2 separate regions of the Mus musculus genome follow, and region 1 is linked to region 2. A link is a contact called in public Hi-C data. All regions are on one chromosome and are shown on one strand. The core of a region is the stretch at or near the end of the contact, and the rest is flanking DNA. Distances in the headings are between cores, read along the strand shown.

Region 1 (4,358 bases), core at 1,774-4,273, 340 kb after region 2:
TATGGATGTTTGGTGACAGTGGTTAGAAATTCTAGGTTTGTGGGTTTGTGGGGGAATAGACACAGTTGATGGCGGAGGGATATAAGTAAAAAGAAAGACATTTTAAATTCATATGTCAGAAATGTTTATGTCTTCACCATAACCAAGCTTTGGATTATAAACAATTTCTGAAGTTCACTTATAAATGGATCCACCACTAAGCAGCACACACGCACACACACACAATGGACATTTGTATTTATTAGTGTTTTAAATGAATGTGTTGCATAATGTCAAGTACATCTAACCTATAATTAAAGCCCGAATGTTGAAGTAACCGACGATTGGGGTCATGTATAAGAACTGAAGGTGTGTATTTATGTCAGGCTTCTGAAATTTAATTCATTCCAAGTTGAGAATGTAATGTCCTGTTTGTTGTAGTAAATCATCATTAACTTTTATTCTGTAGAGTTATTAACAGTTTAATTTTCAATTTAGAAACAATTCTGTGGGTTTTTATTCTCATTACTTTTCTTCTCTGTGATCCGAAAAAACACAAGGCGATCTTTTAAAATTCCTTTTTCTTCATTCATATCTGAAATGGAACTTTAAAAGCTTCGCCAGAGGGGCTGGAGAGACGACTCAGTGGTTAAGAACACTTACTGCTCCAGAGTTCAGTTCCCAGCACTCACGAGCATGTCCTAACTTGCACTCTAGCATTCACAACCGTGTATCTGTAATTCCAGTTCCAGAGAACATGACATCCTCTGGGCCCCCGAGGGCCCTGCATGCTTGTGGCATGCTTACACCGTGCAGACAAAACACTCATACACGTAAAACCTTAAATTATAAATCTTAACTAGAGAGAATTTTTCCTACAGTTATAACCCAAATGCCAACTGTTATTTGTTTGACATGAGAGAATAAATAAACTCAAGAATTTCCTTCTTTTTACATTTTTTACTATGGAAACCAAAAGATAGGAGCTTTTGCTTTGTTTGTTTGTTTGTTTGTTTGTTTGTTTTACCTTCTCCTTTTACTTTTTGTTGGGAAGTAGTTTGTGTAAAACCCGGGAGTGACTTTGGTAGGTTTTCTACAATGTGGAGGGAGTTGGTCATAGAGTGTATGATACTCATATCAAGAAGGTGGGAAAAGCTTGTCAAGGAAGTTCACACCAGTCATTGCACCCTTTGTTGTGGGGCAGAGGCAACAACAACAACAACAAGTCTGAAATTAAAAAAAAAAAAGCTAAGATAATGGAGGTTCCCAGTGGTTTGGGGGCTTTTGGGGAGCACCTACATCTCTGATTTTCCTGCTACTTGCGTGTTGAAACACCCCTGTTTTAAGGAGATAATAACAACCCACTGTCTTTCTGCCTGTTATGTTGGGTGGGGTTCTACAGGGTGTGAGTAGTAGAAATATAGCTGGGATTATTGTAAGTGGGAAAAAAAAAGGAGGCAGAGAGTGAGAAAACTTAAGAAAAGATAAACAAAATAACCATCCACAGAGGGTATAATGCCCAGAACAGAACCATGTTAAGAAAATGTGGGTCTGCTCCTTGCTTCTTGGTGTCATCCCAAGTGCTTGGCTTTGCCTTTGAGAACCCAACCAACCAACCAACTCCATCTTTGCTTCTTGAGTTATTCCCTGGCGTTCTTTTTAATGTATCCCCGTAACCCATTGTATTTTTGGTGCACTACCAAAAAAAGGCGATGTCATAGCACATTGTGTTTTGAGGCTTGGAAAAAAAATGAGCTCTGAAAACTACGAGATGCAACATTTACGTTGCAAGGATTAAAGAGTCCTGAACCCTTGGGAGAATTCTACCAAGAGTGACACACAGTAGGCATTTGTGCTTAGTGGTATTTAAAATCAAATGTGCTCTGGAAGATCAAGAACAGGCAGTATAAAGCCAGAACACAGTCTCAAGATCCCAGTGAACTCAGAGTGAGCCTGGTGGGAGGAATCTGTAGATGCTTTCAGTGAGTTTGAGGAGAAATGTGCTGAGAGCCTCTGCAGCAGAAAGGGCTACCATCCCTTTTCATTCAACTCAGCAAAGCTTAGAAGAAGAAAAAGAATTCCAGAGCAAGAATAGCCATCCTGATTGGCTTGGACACCTCAGTATGGTGCCTGTAACCCAGGGTGTGTTGGGCACATTGTCTCTGAGCACTTTGGGGAGGCATCGAGCAAATGAGGCCAGTCATCGGTCTCAAGTAACCTTTGGCATGGATCCATGTAGATCAACACCCGACAACAGATAGAAGAGGCAGAGGCCAAATTCAACAGATGTCCAGAGGTCAGAGTCTTTGCTCATACTGAGCCTGCCTTCTTCTCCCTCCCATGGTCCCCTGCTTGGAAGTTAGATGTGAAAACAAATTAAACAAAACAAAATAAAACAGAAATTAAGAACTGGAATGCTTTAACAGTTTCTATCGTTTGGTAAACTGATATCACTGAAAAAAAATGGAGCCACAATATATGACTTGTATTTATATGGCTTGAAATTCTAATTCTTTGTCTCATTACTGCTCACACATCAGAGGGCTTGGCTGCCCTTTAGCTATAGCTCACAACCATACCTGCAGCTGGCCCTTGTGTCAATCATAAATTGTCTTCAGGACCTCCACATATGCCAAGATCTGTGGCTATTCAAGTTTCTTACAGAAAATAGCCAAACGTTTGCATTGTAACCTAGGTACTTTCTCCCATATACTGCAAGTCCTTGTCGATAAGTGATAATACCTAGTAAAATATAAAGAGTTGTGTCATGAAGGGATCATGACAAGAAAATACCAACACATATTCAAAAACACACAATTGAAAAATATTGTTAATCTGTTGCTGGTAGGACCTGCGGATGGGTGTAGGCAAACAGCACTCAGCAGCTGACAGGGAAGCTCTTCCTGCCTTGGCTGGCGCACCATGGTATTTCATCCCAGACCCTGTTTGAGAAACCTCAGAGAACAATCTAGACTGGCCTGTCTCCAATCACTTTCCCATGCTCTGTTCCAGCTGTACTCACAGGCAGAGGTTCCTATGACAAGTCCAGCTTGGGCCACATGCTCTGTGCGGCCTTTCTTTGCAGCCAAGACACTGTACCTGACAGCCTGACTAGACTCAAGTGCTTGGAGTCAAGGGAAAACAGGGGGTGCTTTCTTTGAGCAGAGGAGAGAGAAGGGAGCTGGGCGAGAAAGTTCCTCAGAGCCACAACAAGGGCCAAGGCAAGAGATAACTTAACTCTTGTGACCCATTAATCCCAAACCAGGGCTCCAGGAAAATAACTCTTAGGCTTTTCACCATGAATTTGTAACCTCTGCAGTAGGTACCTAGGAGACCTGGATTCTCGCTCAGTGAACAGGCCTGGTGGGCTTTTCGAATCCCATTATATTCCTGCAGAGAACAAGGCACTTGGTGCTATGTGAAAATTGGTTTGCAGTGTGTGTGTACAGATAGATCATCAGGAAAACCACAAGTATTGGCCATTTTGAGTTCTGTAGGGACATAAATTGAAATGCATTTCTGTGAAAACTGCATTTGATTGCAAAATTCTGATTTCAGTCCAATCATGTGTTTGTAACCCCCTTTCAGGAGTGAGTTCCAAATATTTGTTATCATAACTTTATTTATCATTATATTTTAGGGGCAAGGAAATAACAGATTTGGCTCCCATGTAAAATTTGGTGAATTTGTGAAATTTTCTTACACCCTGGTGTTCATTTCTGATAAATTGGCAGAGGGACAGCAAATATAAAGAAGTACTGAACCGGTGTTAGTGAAGTCCTGGAGGGGGTGGTGGTGGGGGAATCATGTTTTTGTACTGATATTTAATCTTTGATGAAATAATTTTCATTGTTAATACAAAATTACCAACAATGCTACCCGCGTGTGTGCGTGTGGTATGTGTATGGTGTATGAGCATGCCTGTGTATGCATAGAGGTGAGCGGACGGTTTCAGGTGTCCTTTCTGTCCCTCACTACCTGAATCCTTTGAGGCACGCGTCTCCCTGAACCTGTTCCTTTACTGAGGCTGGAACCCAGGGCCTGCTCATGTTAACACCATCGTTGAGCAAAACCCCCAACCCCATGAACCCAATATTTTCAGCTGGGCACATGGCCAGCAAACTTTAGCAGTTCCCCTGCCTCTAGCCCCATCAGTGCTGGGGTGACAGAAGTGTGTTAAACTGTGCCTGGTTTGTCACATGGGTGGTGGGCTCTGAGCTCTGTTTTTCCTGTTTGTGCAGCAAATATTCTTAACCATTGAGCCATCTGTCCAGCCTGTTGCTCCTTAGTTTTGTTTTGTTTTGTTTTGTTTTGTTTTTATCACACTGTAAGAAGGGGCTATGAACTTCCCTGGCAGTCAAGGTAATATGATTCTTCTG
Region 2 (4,062 bases), core at 740-3,239:
ATAAGTTGTTCTCTGAACTTCAGGTGTATGCAGTGGTATACACACACACACACACACAAACACACACACACACACACACGGAGTTAATTTATATTTTTAAGGGGCTGGTGAGATGGCTCATCTGTTAAAAGCACTGGCTGATCTTCCAGAGATCCTGAGTTCAATTCTGAGTTCAAGTCCCAGCAACCACATGGGATCTGATGCCCTCTTCAGGGAGGCGGATGTATATGCATCAGAGCACTCATGTATTAAATAAATAAGATTTTTAAAAAATATATTTTTAAATAGATTCCTATGCCTTTAATTCCAGCACTCTGGAGGAAGAGGCAGGTGGAGCTCATGAGTTTGGGACCAGCCTTGTCCACATAGCAAGTTACCATTCAGCTAGAATTACATGGTGATGCCCTGTCTCAAAACCAAGAGTGCATGTGCAAGGATAGAGATGCGTATCTAGTGAGTGAGTCCCCTCATTATAGTCATACTATAGTCAATGAAATACTTTATAACTCTATATATGTGTGTGTGCGTGTGTATGTATGTGTGTGGAATATAAGCACATACGTGTACATGAGCATGAACGGAGGCCAGAAGAAGTCAGATGTCTTGCTCTATCTCTTGGTACTATCCCTCTGAGACAGTATTTCTCATACAATGTGGAGCTAGGCTGGCTGCCAGCAGGCCATCACAATCCTCCTGTTTCCACTCTATAAAGCACTGAGGTTGCTGGTGTGTGCTGCCGTGCCGTTTCTTACGTGGCTTCTATGATCTGAACCCAGGTTCTCATGCTTGCACAGCAAACACTGACCTGATAAACTATCATTCCAGCTCCAACCTGGATAGCTCTTAAAGGACTTTTATTATTTTTAAATTGTGTGCATGCATGTCTGTGGGTGGATTGAGTTTGTTTAGAGTGCCCTAGAATCCTAGATTTGCATGCTGAGTATGTAGACATCATGAGTACCCCAGAGACTGACTGGGCCATCCATCACCTTAGCCACATGGCCACATCGGGCCCCGACTCTCAGGAACTGTGTGTGCTCCTTTATAAATTGGGATCTGTGGCTTAGCTTTTCAAAAATAACTCTGCAGGGGACAAATTGTTTGTATCACCGCTTCTTCCTTTGATTTACATTTTGCCAAGACTCTTGCTCAAGCTTGTAATGACTAAAGACAAAGCCCCATCTGTGGGGGAAATGGTGTGCTCCTCTGCGATGCACTGTCGTGAGGATCCAGGACTCTGATGGTGGTGGTGGCCGGATAGGGATATGGCTCGTCAAATCACAAAACTCCTCATATATGCAGGAAAAGCTATTCAGCACCGTGAATATGTGATTTCTGTAAGCCAAGCAACTCAAAAGCAAGACCCTTATAACACTTAAAAAATCAGGGCTTCGTTTCTTCCTGAGACTTGATTTCTTGCAGTAGTTCATACTAACTACCCACACGTCACATTTCCTAAGGGTCGGCATGCAAATGTTATAAAGTCTTGCAGCTCTTGGCTCTTAGTCTCTGTTCTTCTGCACTGTTAAAAAGCAGTTTCTTGGACAACTGTGTGTGTTGCCCATGCCTATAATCATAGTTCTTGGAAGATAGAGGCAGAGACTCAGGAGTTCAAAGCTACCATCTGCTATTACGTGAGTTTATGGTGAGACTAGTTGGCTACGTGAGACTCTTTCCCAAAAGACAATGAGCAAACAACAAAAGTCTGAAAGACACTTATGGCACATTATATACATAAAAAAATCGTGCATGCATTTATTCTCTCTCTCTCTCTCTCTCTCTCTCTCTCTCTCTCTCTCTGTGTGTGTGTGTGTGTGTGTGTGTGTGTGTGTGTATTTGTATGCCTTGATGTTCATTTTTGGGCCAGAGGACAACTTTTGGAAACTATTCTCTACTTCGACCACGTGGACCCAGGGATTGAGCTCAGGTCATCAGGCTTGGTGCCTTTACCTCCTAAACTGCGAGTCTCTCTTCACTCCAGGGTCATTGGCCACCAGGCCACGAGGACAAAGGGAGCAGAATCGATGAACAGGATTTCAGATGGCCGGTCAGTATGAAGGGAAATGATGACACATTTCAGAATCAACTTCTGGGAAACAGATCAACTTTAATCGGGGTGAAACGGGTTATATGATCTTGGGGGAGGAGGTAGGATTATCCAGGGTGGGCAAAGGCCATTGGCTGAAGGCTAAGGCACTGAGCTGCCTCATTACCATGGGGAAGGACTCCAGGAATCTCAGGGGCTTGCGGATCGGATTCTCATTAGGAGAAAGGAAGCTGAACCTATGATCTAACCAAGGCCATGTGGCATTCTGAGGGCAGAGGGCATAGGGGTTTTAAGCTCCCCAGACAAGGTCAGAGAAGGAGAAGCCCTTCTGGTAAAGGGAGTCCCCATTTTTGCATCGAGTTCAGAAGGCTATCTGGATGATAGTAGACTTTGACTTGATTAGCAGGGTTTCTCCACACTGAGCCATCTGGCTGGCCCACATGATCTAATTTTTTTTTTAAACATTGTTTCATCTGATTCTTTTTCTAAAGTGAGATATTACTGAAAGAATGATTCCAATGATTCCAGGGGTGTTTAACCTTGTGACATTGTGACCTGATGTTGACATCTACAAATGTATATAGGCTGCTGTAGTCATAGCTCTCTCCTGAGACTGATGTGGTCTGAAGGCCACAGGTTGAAATGCCTGATTATTATTATTATTATTATCATTATCATTATTATTATTAATAGTCATTGGTTTTTCTTTTGTGTATATGGGTGTCTCCCTGAATTTTCTGTACATCACATGTTTGGGGGGCCCTCAGAAGTCTTAAGAGAGTAATGGTTCCCTTAGAGTTACAGATGGCTGTCAGCTGCCATGTGGGTGCCAGGAACCAAACCCAGATCCTCTGGAGGAGCAACCAATGGTGATAATACCTGAGCCATCTCTCCAGCCCCAGAAATGTCTGAATTTTAGACAATAAATATGAAGTACATTATGGCATATAGCAAGTACTCCATAAGCACTAGTTGTCTGCCTTTATTTGTCATTCAAAATGATTTATTCTTAATATTATTATAATTATATACACAGGTGCACACAGGTCACAGTGAACCAGTGGAGGTCAGAGGACAATTTGCAGAGTTGGTTTTTCCATTTCCCCTTTACACTGGGGATCCCAGGATCTTAATCATGCTGGGTGGCAAGCACTTTATCCACTGAGCCATAGCATGGCTTTTGTTGTTATTGTTGTTGTTGGGGTGAATGTCTAGTTTGAGGCAGGGTCTCTGTATTTAGGCCTCAATGCCTTGGAAATTTTTAGGTAGACCAGACTTTTCTTAAACTCACAGAGATCTGCCTGCTTCTGCAAGTGCTAGGATAAAAGGGGTGTGCAATCATACCTGGCTCCTAACATTATTGTTTTTAATGTGTTCTCTCTCTTCTCTGTCTGTCTGTCTCTACGCCCACATACATACCCTTTGTGTGTGTCTGTCTCTGTCTAGCTCTCTCATGTGTGGCTAGGGATTTGGATCAGTAAAAGAAAACTTGCTTAAAATATGTTAAGACCCTAGGTATAATCCCTGCAACCACAAAGAAAAATCATATATATATATATATATATATATATATATATATATATATACACATACACATACGTACATAACACTTATATACCCATACACATATACATAAACAGATACATGCATATGCACATACATACACACACACACACACACACACACACACAAAGGGAGGAGGCTAGTTAAAATTGAGTATCATTTTTGGTCCTTCTTAGGAGAACAAAATACTCAAAGGAGCAAATATGGAGATAATGTGTAGAGCAGAGACTGAAGGAAAGGCCACTCAGAGACTGTCCCACCTGGGGATTCACCCCATATACAGTTACCAAACCCAGACACTATTGTGGATGCCAAGAAGTGCATGCCTAAGAGGTGGATCCTGATATGGCTGTTTCCTAAGAGGCCCTGACAGAGCCTTACATATACAGAGGTGGATGTTAGCAGCCAACCGTTGGACTGAGCTCAGAGTCCTCAATAGAGGAGTTAGAGAA

Evidence for each region. Hi-C and Micro-C count contacts between places; a contact is called where the count stands out from the background.
Region 1: a contact with region 2 is called in a Hi-C map of liver, with 2.9 times the contacts expected there. The contact joins two enhancer-like sites. A contact is called at or near these places in 1 of 484 Hi-C or Micro-C datasets (liver) and 2 of 115 datasets of contacts at active chromatin or transcription factors (embryonic stem cells and hepatocytes).

Annotation. Positions count from the first base shown.
Region 1 is chr4:101,708,333-101,712,690 of GRCm38.p6, forward strand. No RefSeq gene overlaps it. Among named protein-coding and RNA genes, the nearest start is that of Lepr, 7.4 kb to the right of the region's middle. Within about 2 kb of position 3,024, at least 9 of the 459 cell types and tissues checked have an H3K27ac peak or open chromatin away from gene starts, as enhancers often do. A contact at or near this core is called in hepatocytes and liver, where this site is marked.
Region 2 is chr4:101,372,277-101,376,338 of GRCm38.p6, forward strand. It overlaps 0610043K17Rik (RIKEN cDNA 0610043K17 gene), which reads left to right. Exons shown (of 4, transcript NR_040640.1): 3 at 1,982-2,047. Among named protein-coding and RNA genes, the nearest start is that of E130102H24Rik, 18 kb to the left of the region's middle. Within about 2 kb of position 1,990, at least 2 of the 459 cell types and tissues checked have an H3K27ac peak or open chromatin away from gene starts, as enhancers often do. A contact at or near this core is called in hepatocytes and liver, where this site is marked.